Regions from separate parts of the Zea mays genome. Here region 1 is linked to region 2. A link is a contact called in public Hi-C data. All regions are on one chromosome and are shown on one strand. Each heading gives the region's core, a stretch centred on a gene start, on an enhancer-like site or on the middle of the called end of the contact. The rest is flanking DNA. Distances are from core to core; before and after follow the strand shown. Region 1 holds the start of LOC103650622 (transcriptional corepressor SEUSS). Region 2 holds the start of LOC103650617.

Region 1 (3,914 bases), core at 808-3,307, 360 kb after region 2:
TATGACATAACAATATATCTATTATAAAACATGTGAAACTAGTTTGATTACCATAAAACTATGTCAACACATTCCTAATTCATATTTGATACCCATAAAATGACAGTCAATGATAAATAACATATAGTAATCTAAATATTAGAATTGGGCATATGGGTTTGTAATTCAATATTGTCTTTAGACAACTGTGGATAAAAGTACGTCTATATCCAAAATGTATTGATGAATCACTATGTGAATAATTCATACCCATCTAAAGTTAAACCTCTAGACATAGAGGGTGACCCCCTTTAGCCTTGGGAAGATAGAGATAAGATATATGTTGTTTCATATATCAATGCCTTTTGGTACGCTTACATATATTTCAAATAGTATCCAGTCGGACATTACATTTGCAATGAATCTATTTGCAAAGGTATAGGGTCACTCCCACCAAATGATATTGGTTAGGGTTAAGAGATATCTTTCGCTATCTTAAAGGCATAAGATATCTTAGTATATTTTACAAAAGAAATTGAGATTCGACTTTTACTGGATAGATCTGGGTATCTTTTACAAAAGAAACCAAGATATTGACATTTTTATTATTGAAAAAAGACAGCTCATAGTTAAATTTTGTATACTCATTATGTGAAAAAGGTCCCATTTGAGACGTCTTTAATAAGGATATCTATGACGATGTCCACCAATCATTCTGGTAAATAATCATATGGATTATCTCGATTATATGAAGTCTCTCAGAAATGGGTTTGACTTTACAGAATGATAAACTATATACTACAATCTTGTGGCATTGGTTTCATTGAATCTCCAACCATTTTCTCCGAAGATAATGATGTATGTGTGGTTCACATGGAGACATAATATATTAAGAGCAATATTACAAAACATATTGCCCCAAAGTTATTTTATCCTCATGAGTTTGCAAAATAGCTAGGATATAAATATACCACAAACTTACATTAAAAAAGGATATATACTGCAAACTAAATTTTGAGTGATAATCTTATGAGTTATTCACCAAATCTCTACCATACTCAACATTCTTGAATATGCTAAAGGAATTAGAATGACATGGCTTAGAGACTTAAGGGGTGTTTATTTAGGATTATAATCTGCACATACTATATAATCCAAAACATTTTGAACTAAGTGTAGATCAAAATATTTTGGATTATAATCCCAAATAAACAGGACCGTACAGGAACGAGAGCAAATATGTTTCTATGATGTATGACCCGATTAACATCATAATGCACTCTTTTGGTTATGGGAGTTTCAATACTAGGGGTTGCATCGTTTTGGTTGCACCCTTTCATCTTTATATATATAAAAAACAGATCAATAAAGATAAGAGCTTTCATCACGTACAAGCTTCTACTGTTTATATAATGTTTTTGTCTTTATAGATTATACATGCAGTGATGCAAACTGCAAACAACCGTTTTAATCGAACAGACTCACATGTCACATGGAATAGTGGTGACGAGAGGATAAACTTGACAGGATAGGTGAGCTGTAATGTAACGGGCTACTGTTTGCCTGTTTCGGCGTAAGACCAGGCTTTTTTTCTACGGTTATTTGGTAGGTAATCTTGTCCTTCGGTCCCGGTGACGCCGGCTTTGCTTGTAGGAAAAAAAAGAAAACCAGGTTACGCCCCAATTTCTACTAGCACGCTGCACACCGGTGTGGACAAGGTTGGAGTACAGTAGGAATGACCGGAGTGAGCGTCCGCCGGCGGCACGGCGAGCGACAGCACTAGCCGTGGGTGGTGGACGTGACGCCTCACGCCTCCCATCACCATTCACCACCACTGACACCGCAGACGCCAGGCCACAGCCAAGCCCCGTCACGCGACGCGAGATGAAAGCCGCACACACCACACGAACGCGAGAGGAAGAGCGGCTGCGGTGAGGCTGTAGCGGACCCGCCGCGTCGCGTCCCCCTCATCCTCGGGGTCCACATTCCACGTGGGACCGGCGCGTCAGCGAGGCAGGGCGGGCAGCCGGTCCGGCGGTCGCGGATCTTAACGGAATCCAATGCGGTTGCGAGGTTTTTTTGACGTCCGCAAACAAGGACGGGTCCCGGGGGCACGCGCACGCACGCACCCGAGTCGCAGGATTTTCTACTGCTCTGCTGACTGCTACTGCCTTCTCTCCCCTTCCTTTCGTTCGCTTCCCTTCCCTTCCCTTCCTCCGGTAGCTCCCGCTCCCGCTTTCCTCCTCCTCCTCCTCCTGCTCGCGGGGAAGTCCAGCGGAGTCGCCCTCGCCGGAGTGCGGCCCGGCCCGGCCCGGCGGCGCCACCTCGGCGCCGGAGGAGGCACGTTTGCGCGCCCGCCGCGGAGGGTCGAGGCCCGGATCGACGTGGCGCGGAGGCGGGCTGTAATCCCCGCGGTGGCTGCTCTGCTTCTGGAGACGCGGGGCGCGCTGTGGACCTCCCGTGCGCGCTTCGGTTCTGACCAACCCGCGCCTGCTTTCCTTGCCCCTCGGCCCTCGGGCTCGGCCGGCCTCTGCTCGGTGCTGCAGTACTGCACTGCAACTCGCCCAGTCAGTCGCTCGCTCGCTTCCGCTGGGATTCCAGGACGGAAGGTGGCGTGTGGAGGCGCGCGCGTTTCGCCCGGCTCCGGTTTTCTGCCGGGCGCCGGAGTCGCTCGCAGCCTCGCCTAGATTTGCCGCGCGCCGCGGCGGATGTTCCCCGACGCGCGGCGGATCTCGGCGGTTTTTGCTGCGGCGCGGAGTGAAGCGTGAAGGTACGGTCCCCGACTGGATTTCGGGGAGATGGTGCCGTCGGGGCAGCCCAACCCGATGGGCCCTGGACAGCAGGTGGGCGCGTCGCTGCTCCGGACGACCTCCAGCCTCCTCGGCGGCGCAGGCGGCGACCAGCCGGGGATGGGGATGGTCGGCGCCGGCGGGGTGCTGCCCTCGCAGTCGTCGCCCTTCTCGTCCCTTGTCTCGCCGCGCACGCAGTATGGTGGCGGCAGTGGGAACGGCTTGCTGGCCGGCGCGTCCAGTGTCGCGTCCATGCTCAGCAGGCAGCACTCGTATGGGAATGGGGGGACTGGGGCAATGCCGGGCAGCGGCGCCGGTCTCCCCATCGGTGGGCTGCAGCACAGAGGCGGCCTTGATGGTGTTGGTGATTTGGTTGGCACTGGAGGGCCCGATTCCATGGTGTTCTCCTCCTCCTCCTCCGCCCCTGGTAGTTTCGGCAATCAGCTTGGTGCCGACGGCTTACAACAGCAGCAGATGCAGCTGGATGCACCACACGATTCACAAAATCAACAGCAGCAGCAACAGCAAATGCCAATGACATATAATCAGCAGCATATGATGCCACAAACTCAGCAGCAGCAGCAGCCTGCAGTGAAGCTGGAGAATGGAGGCGTCCTGGGTGGGGTCAAACTGGAGCAGCAGATGGGGCAGCCGGATCAGAGTGTTTCCACACAGATGCAACGCAGTTCGAGTGGCGGTGTGAAGCTTGAGCCGCAGTTGCAAGCGCTGAGGAGCTTGGGTGCTGTCAAGATGGAGCACCAAAGCTCCGATCCATCTGTGGTCCTGCAGCAACAGCAGCATCAACAGCAACGACATATGTTGCAGCTGTCTAAGCAGAACCCCCAGGCTGCAGCTACTCAGCTGAGCCTCCTACAACAGCAGCAGCTGTTCTTGCAACTGCAGCAGCAACAGCAACAACATCAACAACAACAGCAGATTCTCAAGAACCTGCCTTTGCAGAGAAACCAATTGCAGCAGCAGCAACAGCAGCAACAACAACAGCAACATCAGCACCAGCAGTTGCTTCGTCAACAAAGTCTAAATATGCGGGCTGGTAAAACACCTGCTTATGAACCAGGGACCTGTGCAAAGAGATTGACACATTACATGTATCACCAGCAAAACAGGCCACAGGTAAACATTTGT
Region 2 (3,768 bases), core at 241-2,740:
CTAGACAATAAATTGTATACGAGTAGTTTGTATGCAGCAGGCAATCGGTGTTTTTTTTATTTTAAAGGAAGTTAATTCACCAAAACTGTTTTTTAATCTAGTACGTACAAATTATTATGAATGCATCCAACCTTTATATTTCTGGATATACCTTAAAATGTACCGGCACAAAAAAAAACTTAAAAGTGTGTTTGGTTGGATGTACAAGAAAGGATAAAAGGAGACGGCCACAATTTCGACGGTATTTGGATGACAGTTACGCAGGGGCAAGTTAAATACTGAAGTAATTCTTTATAGCGGTGTGATCCCAAAAAATCGAGGGGACGATACCGCCCCGCCTCATGCTACTTTGACCTCAAACCAAACACATTCTAAGTCTTTCAATTACGCATTACTCCCTTCGTCCCTAGGATATAAGATGTAACCATTTTTGTTCTTATCTTACCATATAAAGCGTGTTTTCTATGTACATAGATATATCGATGCAATGGTATAAAAACAATTAAATATATTTTTTAGTCTTTGAACAGATCTGATTACGCCTTATATAGTGGGAGTACTTGGTATTGACATTTATTCGGGTGCATCAAGGTTGGTGAGTCACTACATGGAAAGACGGAGTGGTGCAATGCATGGTAGTATCTAAACACGTGGAGAGGACTGCCTAATTGAATTTGAATAGATTTTACGGAACAGTGCACTCCAACTATTTCGGAATATAATAATGCTTACACTAATACAGTATTAGTTATCGTAGTACGTACTTCCGAAATTAAAGGAAAAATACATAAATTTATAACAGTCCGGAAGAAGATAGGAAACTCTGTATGTACCGATGTACGTACTTATATTTCTTATAGTATGAATTATGAAACATACGTACTCGACCATGTTTCATGCATGGAGAGGGTAAGATGCATGTACACATAAGACCTAATTTAAATACTTTAATACTGACCTCAATCCATTTGTATTGAGGTGTATTAGAGTGTAACTTAAATTAATTTACACTCTAATCCACTCTTAATACATGTGGATTGCGTTTAATACTAGATTACCTAAATTAAGCCTAAAGATGAATCGAGTCGAGTAGTACGTGTGATACTCGCGTATATGAAAAAAATACAAATTTTTTTATGAAAACAACAAATTTTAGATCACACACATTAATCTGTATATGTTGTGCTTACCCTTGCGAACTTGATCTGGTCGACGGTCAGCGTCTTGGGCTCCCACTCTATGGACGACGACATCCGCCCCGCCTCCTCCGCCCTGCCGGTCGCCGCCATGGCCGCCGGCGCCATGGATGTAGCAGCCAGCCTCTTCCTCTTCTCGATCGGTAGTATATATATATATACCCGGCCGGCCGTATATATAAATCCGGAAAAAAAAATACTCCAAGCGTACGTATGTACGTACGTATATATTGATTCGAAATGATTTGCTAGCTCTGCCTGCGCCCTCGATCTGCGTTCGAGTTTTGGAGACCGATCGATGGAGTCCACTCCACAGAGACGAAGCCACGGCCGGGTATAAATATAGCAGGGCACAGCGAGAGACAATGCAAGGCGGGTGGACGTGTCGCTCCCGTACGGGCGGTCCGACCCCCACGTGGCGGCCGGGGAGTGGGGGGCGCGCGCGGCCACGCGGCGCCTGCAGCTGCATATGCGTCGTCGCCGTCGCCGTCCTGGACCGGCCGGCTTCGTTGCGTCCCGGCCCGAGGTGCTGCTGTGTGCAGTGCTTGTACGTGTGGCTGTCAAGTGCCGCGCGCGCGGCGGCCGGGAGGGACACGTCGTGCGTGGCGTCCCCCGGGAGGTCAGCTCGCCGCGTCCAATCGGGGCTCGCCGCGTCGTCGTCGGCGCATCGGCTCCCGCGGGGATATTGCGTGCCGGGCCTGGACTCGCCACCGGCCGCGCGCGCGGCGGCGGCGGCCGGTGGTTATCGTTCAGTGTTTGTATAAGCTCGTGGCCGCGTGCGTGCTCCCCGTCCATACTGCTGCATGCATGCATGCCGGCCGACCATGGTCTTACGTGCATGCACGTGGATCCGAAACATGTAGGAGCTAGTATGCACGCAGCCGCATGCAGTACCAGTGCAATTCGATCACGGTGACAGGAAGGGAAGACCAATATGCATGCATGTGTTGGGATTCACTGTCGCACGTGTACGTGTACGTACGTGCACGCGCTGGGGTTAACCGGCCCGTTGCTGCGCGCGGCACGCTAGCGCTGCATGCATGACACACGTGACGTGACGCGGCACGATGCATGCCGTAGCGTGTAACGCAAACGGGGTCATTTTATTGCGTGCGCGAATGATGCAACGCACGCAGGCCCCCGATCGAATATACAGTGACACTTGAGGTACCTACCAGCGAAATGGATAGAGCGAAAGGAAAGGAGATCTTTTATTGTGTGTGAGTGGCTGATCTGCATGCTGGGTGGGGACACGGCCCTTGTGACGGAGAGGCGATCCACGTCCGGCAGGGGCACCACCGTAGCGCACCACCCCGCCGGCCGGGGCCCGCGCCCGTGAGCTTCCGCCACGCGCCACGCCGCCTCGGATCTCCGCGACATCGTCCTCATCGCTTTCGCCTCGATTCCTTGCCAGCAAGTCTGTTCTCTACTAGCTTTTCATTCTCCCTGCCGCCTATTGCGCAACACGTCTACTCCACCAGCCTATATATACGTACATGTGGAAGAATACAAGCTAAGTGACTCGTCGTTTTCATCTATATACTATTCTACACCCTTGCTGCAGAATATACAGGACCTATACCGGTTAGAAACGGGCTACAGTATCAGATTCTCAAATAGTACTTTGACATCCGAGACTCAAAGTCTCAATCTTTAGTCTTGTTTCCAATGTCCGGTACTAAAAATAGATCTTTAGTACCGGTTCAAGACTTCAACCAGTAGCGGATTCAGGATTCATAAAAAAACCTTGGACTAGTGTATGAACAAACATATATAAATACATGCATAAATTTATTTGTCCAACATTTTTTTACTGAATATATTACTTAATACACATGCCAATATTTTCAAGCATAAAAAGATAACATTAATACCTCTAAAATGTTCCCAAAAGTAGAAGATTTTGACTTCTACAATTTCAAGATTACTCCCTTCGTCCCAGTATTGTCGGAGTTACAAATCTACGCTCCGACAAATAAATTTGTGTGTGTTCCGTCATCCAGATGGGGTGCTCGGTGGGCGCACGATTTATACTCGTTCGAAAAGAACATCTCTACATCCAGTCTTTGGCGGCTCGTGCTACCGGCACCTATGTTGCTCAATGCTCATAGTAGGGGTTACAAGCCGGGGAGAGAGGGACGAGCTCCTAAGTCTCTTTTTGCGTGGATGGACCTACAAACTATGGGACTGGAATTCTAAGCTAAGCCTTGGACATCACGCCTTTGCTCCAGCCTCCAGGTCTCTGGTCTCGTCAAGTGTGTGTGTCTTCTGTTGAGTGTCGTCTCATGACTCTCCTTCGTTTCGTGACCCGACCTCCTCCTTTTATGAGCCAAGGTGGGGGGGGGGCTACTGGTAGCTTCCTTGAGAAGAAGCTATTGTGCCGTTGTAAAACTGGGTGTTTTACCCTGGTAAGGTTGCATTTGTCCGTATACGCCTTGGTCATCCTGTTGTCTCTGACCGTGCCCTTTATGGTGGGCGACATTTATGACCTGCCAGGAGAAGATAAGGATGTCATGATCCTACCAATTAGAAGATAAGGGTAATCTATATGAAAAATATAGAGATAAGTATC

Evidence for each region. Hi-C and Micro-C count contacts between places; a contact is called where the count stands out from the background.
Region 1: a contact with region 2 is called in a Hi-C map of leaf mesophyll, with 2.9 times the contacts expected there. The contact joins the promoter of LOC103650622 here to the promoter of LOC103650617 in region 2. A contact is called at or near these places in 2 of 25 Hi-C or Micro-C datasets (ear and leaf mesophyll).

The regions. Positions count from the first base shown.
Region 1 is chr3:139,745,600-139,749,513 of Zm-B73-REFERENCE-NAM-5.0, forward strand. LOC103650622 (transcriptional corepressor SEUSS) reads left to right here and starts at 2,058. Exons shown (of 9, transcript XM_008676193.3): 1 at 2,058-3,902. The coding sequence starts at 2,778.
Region 2 is chr3:139,391,146-139,394,913 of Zm-B73-REFERENCE-NAM-5.0, forward strand. LOC103650617 reads right to left here and starts at 1,491. Exons shown (of 2, transcript XM_008676189.2): 1 at 1,191-1,491. The coding sequence starts at 1,304.